Linked DNA regions of Gossypium hirsutum: region 1 is linked to region 2. The links are chromatin contacts, called in public Hi-C maps. All regions are on one chromosome and are shown on one strand. The core of a region is the stretch at or near the end of the contact, and the rest is flanking DNA. Distances in the headings are between cores, read along the strand shown.

Region 1 (2,700 bases), core at 165-2,664, 60 kb before region 2:
GTTAGTTTTTGAACTTAACAATTGTTTTCACAGTGAGGTTTGAATTTTTTTTAGTACAACTTAGTTTTTGATATTTTCTTGAAAACCTTAAAGTTTAGGTCCTAATGTGGCAACAATTGTCAAATTTAAAACTTAATATGGGAATGATTATCAATTCAGGGATTAACTTGGATAAAAAAAAATTAAGCTTTAATGTGAGTTTACTGCCAAATTCAGGTTCTAAATAGCGATTTAACCTTTAGAATTTTTTTTTTTTCATTTTCTTGGTTGCCAATCATTTTACTAAAGCTAGAAGTCCAGTCCAGCATAAGTTGTGCATGCAACAATATAGAAACAATTGTCTAATTCAAACTCAATATGAAAATAATTACTAAATTTAGGGATTAATTTGTATAAAAAAAATTCAAACCCATAAATATTATTGTTAAGTTGAAACTTAAAATGATAATTTAATTCTCAAACTTTCTGTCATTTTCTTGGTTGCCAATCATTTTACTGAAGCTAGCAAGTCTAGCATAAGCCATGCATGCAATTAATACACCTGTTTCTTTTAATAGGCTAATCTTTGAATCTACTCATTCGTCATGTGATTCTTACTCTTATTTTTTTAATATTATATTTTATACATATTCGAATACAATATTTAAAATATATAAAAAAATAAAAAATAAATATATACTCACACTTAATCGATTGAGTTTTATATTGATTGATATGAGTATTGTTATCAATATGACTTGAGTTTAAGTATACTGAAAGACATTATTCTCCTATTTATAAATAGACGGAACAAAATACAACTCTTAATATAACGGTATACATATACACTTAATAACATGAACATGAATATGGAAAATTACAATTTAATAAGTTCTGAAAAGAAAAAAAGTAAATTTCCTTTTTAGAAAAGAAAAAACAAGTCTTTCAACTCTTTCCATTTAAAGATTATATATTGTACTTCAAGCCTACTTTCTTTCATATTTACTACTTACACTTATTGAAATAGTAAAATTGTGTCAATGTTTGGTAAAGTATGATTGCATCTTATTATATTTTCTATTTTCTTTTTAAAAAATTGATAAATTAATTTTCATAGGTTAAATCATTAAGTAAATTGATTTTTTTTGTTTAAAGATTCATCCATTATTATTATTAAAAATTGATGTAATAATCAGATAATTATACATGAATCAATTTTTAATGATGAAATGGATGAAATTTTAAAAGAATGATAATTTTGCTCATTGATGTAAAGTATGGGATAAATTTATTATTTTTTAATAAAAATGATAAAATACATACAGATTTTTCTAATCTCTTAACTATACATATAGCTGGCAAGCAAAGGGTAGGGCACCACTCACACGGGCTGGATGGAGTCTAGCAAAAGTACTACTGTTGCAGCCTAAGCCTATACAAAGTTATGACCCCAATTTCAAAAACTCTGTCAAAAATGTGCCCCAAGCCCAAAAAACAATGGGGGGTCATGGACACAGGTCCTTGGTTTAGCATCGAATGGCTAGCATTTCTGCAATTTGCATTGACTGTTTTGTACTAAATGTTTAATGCACCCCTTTTGTGGAGGGACCTTTTTTATTTATGGTTTTTTTCTAAATCATAAATGAAATTAAACGCATTGGCACAAAGTTTAATGACAAAAAGCATTGCATTCTCAAGTGGAGATCTTAATTTTGGAGACGATGTTGTTGGGAGGAATAATCGCAAACCTCGACAAAAAAAAAGCATGAAGTTAGATTGAATTTTGTGTTCTCTACTCAAAATATAAGGAAATTAGTTCTTATATATTAGATTAAAAAATAAACTGGTCTTATTAAAAATCTATCCATTTTAATTACTAAAAATTGGTCCATGTATATCAGAATGAGGCATACATGGCACGTTACCTGTAATTGTTTGATTATTTTATCAGCCACGTTAGTTTTTAACAGTAAAAATGAATAAAATTTTTAACAAGAAATATTAATGACTAATTTATTTATTTTTTAACAAGGGGGCAGAATATAAATTGACTGAAACGGGATATATACACAAACCCTAATCAAGAGAAATAGCATTGTATGGCAACCCATTGGATTGTCTGGTAAAAGGTTTGAGGCTTTATCAAAAATCCCACAAGTCATAAGGTGGCATTCAAAGAGTCTTCTGACCACCTATCAGACATTGAATGTAAGGTAAAAACCAAAACAAAATGATAAGCAGTCATTTAAGAATTATGATAGATTCTATTAGTATTTTCACTTTCAATCACATTGGTCCCATTTTGCGTGAAGGGTCGATTTTAAACACTTTCTTTCATGTACAAAGCCTCAGCTAGATGCCCTTACATCAACAAAGAAAACATAGTCAATGACTCACTTTTGTGTGTTTTGTTTTCTGGTTTTGCTTCAAAAACATTAAATAAATCAAAACAAATATTGACTAAAAAAACTCCATAATAAAAGCATCCAAAAATATTAAAAAGAACATAAGCTGAAAGTGACACTACTTTGCTACACTTTTGTCTTGTTTGTGTGACAGTAATAGCGTTTTTTGAATCTCTGCAGCTTTTAAATAATAATTTAGCAGCTGAAATATCATATCAAAAACTCCATTTTTTATTCATTATTTCAAATAAAATGGAAGTGATGGTTGCAGCAGAAAGCCATTGATAAAAGGTCTGTTTTTTTTACTCAAAGGAAA
Region 2 (2,700 bases), core at 85-2,584:
ACATAAATAACTAAGACGTAATATTTCACACAAAAATAATTAAAATATAACTTACAAACAGAAATTACTATTTTAATAGTATACCCTTTAAAAAAGGTGTTGTCTATTTCGAAGGCGCCAATCTTGTCACACTATATTGATTGTTTATGTCGTGAATTTTTTTGGTATACTTTGGCCACACCATAATATATAATGTTAGAATATCTTTTATATCATCTTTTTATACTAAAATTTATCTATTACTTTGATTGAAAAAAAATGGGTATTATTCACACATGTATGTGGGCTAAGTTTTAGCTTAAAAAAAAACCTTGTTTTTACGCTGTCTTAATCATACATACCGACATAAAACTTGGGTATCTATATTCTTTTTTCAATAGTTAATATCACATCAATATTTTCATCCTGAATTTTAGTATTTCCACATTGAAAAAAAAATTAAGTCTAAATGAAAATCTTAAAATTCAAGATAAAATTACTAATGTGGCATTAAACTATTGGAAAAGGATAATATCATTGTTTCATATAACCCTTTCTCATATATTGCACTTTAATAATGAGAAAAAAAATTGGAGGACTTATAAATAAATATCTCTACTTAATAAAAGGCTTATTAATGAAATGAAAAATTTTGATTCATTGACTGTACATTAAGATTTATGTATCAATGGTATGTTAGATGTGTCAAGGGTGAAATTAGAAAAGAAAATAATAGAGACAAGAATCAAATTATAAAACTTTAAGGAGTCAAAATATAATTTTACCATTACATTAATTTACAATTTTACAATTCTTAGTAACAACTTAACCCAATTTATCATTTTGGGGGTAACCCCCTTCCCTTCTTCAATGCTGTCATATGTGAATATATATTAAATAGAAAAATAAGAGTATGAAACTGCACTCTTTGAAAAGGACTAAGATTAGAGAAGAACAAAAGCAATTAATATGAGACTTAATTATGGCCCCAAATTTTGGTACTACAAGCTAGAATATATGTTTGTACAGAACTTGAGATATCATATAGAAAGGCAACCAAGGTATCATTTTTTTTTAAACTTTTTTTTTACCATGGGATCATTAATCAAGAATATATAATTGAAATAAATAATAAAAATTATTTAAATGAAAATGTTTAAATAAAAAAAAATATTTGTGATGAGTCCTTTGGATTTTGAATACCTTTAGGGAGCATTGGCCCCATATAAGAAAACAACCCAAAATGGGAGCTCTCTTGATAATATATATGAAGAATGTATACCTCTAAGGGTGGTGGTCCTAAATTGGCATAAGGCCGGCAAAGGGTGGCCGCAGCCACATGGGAGCGGTGGTCCACACCGATATCAATGGTGTTCGAAACGTGACATGTATCATAAAATGCGAGGTGACAGGCTGTTTGCCAAAGAGACATGGGGATAGTGATTTTTCCTCCTTCATTATGAAATGAGAAAACGAGGGTGAAGTTAAATAAATCATAGTATACATAAAAAGGGTTAATTTCACCAAACCTCCACCACCTGTTATTCAGATTTTAAATTGATCACTAAACTTTAAAGCATTCTAATCGAGTTATCAAAATATCAGTAATATAACAATTAAGTCCCTCCGTTAGCAAACCTCCACCACCTGTTGTTCAGATTTTAAATTGATCACTAAACTTTAAAGCATTCTAATCGAGTTATCAAAATATCTATAATATATCAATCAAGTTTCTCTGTTAGCCTAACTATCAATATGAATCTTACTGGAGTATATTTCGAATATGTGAGCCAAATTGAATATATATACATACTGCATAAGCAACTTTGATCTGGCATTGTATTTCTTTTTTTTCTTTGACATGTCAAATCTAAGTTGTTCACAAATGTTTACAATTTGATCTATATATCTTAAATACATTCTAAATTATATTTGAGTTGATATTTACCATCTAAGCCAACCATATATGGCTTTAAAGTAAAGTTGAGATAGTTATAATCATAAGGGTTGATATACTATTTGATACTTAAATTTAATTTTAATGTTTAATTTAGTCCTTAAATTGAATTACATCATATGATCGCTTGACACATAAAGATGATGTAAGAAGGGGTGGAGTGATTTGCAGCCTTTGAAGGTGGGAACCTAAAGTTTTTAGTCTAAGGCTAAAGACTAGAATAGCTCTTTTTGTGCTTTTTGGATGGACTTATTGTATGTGTTGGATTTGATGCACACACAACTTCCATAATAGCTACACTCTTAACAGTCAATTTCTCATATATTTTCATTTTATTTTTGGATTGGTGAGGAAATGGAGAACTAAAGATTGGCTTTGTGCTTTGGTTTGAGATATTGAAAATAACTTTTTTGTATTTCATATTCCACATTTGCCAACACTTGTAAATTTAATCAAAACACATAATTTTTTCAAGGAAAAAATAGGATTAAGATGTTGGATTTGTGTTTGATGACATGTAGAGATAATTAAATTAAATAATTGAGCTAACCCATTTTTGGGTAGATATGATGTTTACACTTTTTTGAAAGCTTAATTTAACTAATCAGGGACCTCCTATTCATTGGTATAGAAATTGAGCATTCTTATGAAGGTAAAGAATTATGGGTTAATTAATAGAAGTAGATATATTTAATTCTTTTTAGAGTTTATAAATATAAATACAATTTAATTATAGATAGATGTCTTGCAATTATAAAAAAAAT

The links. A called contact is a pair of places that touch in the nucleus more often than the background predicts.
Region 1: a Hi-C map of leaf shows a contact between it and region 2, with 2.9 times the contacts expected there. The contact joins two enhancer-like sites. A contact is called at or near these places in 10 of 34 Hi-C or Micro-C datasets (anther, callus, cotyledon and 3 more).

What each region holds. Positions count from the first base shown.
Region 1 is chrD03:1,492,320-1,495,019 of Gossypium_hirsutum_v2.1, reverse strand. No RefSeq gene overlaps it. Among protein-coding and RNA genes, the nearest start is that of LOC107909359, 6.0 kb to the left of the region's middle. Within about 2 kb of position 1,414, at least 3 of the 9 cell types and tissues checked have an H3K27ac peak or open chromatin away from gene starts, as enhancers often do. A contact at or near this core is called in leaf, where this site is marked.
Region 2 is chrD03:1,432,050-1,434,749 of Gossypium_hirsutum_v2.1, reverse strand. No RefSeq gene overlaps it. Among protein-coding and RNA genes, the nearest start is that of LOC121215279, 3.0 kb to the right of the region's middle. Within about 2 kb of position 1,334, at least 1 of the 9 cell types and tissues checked has an H3K27ac peak or open chromatin away from gene starts, as enhancers often do. A contact at or near this core is called in leaf, where this site is marked.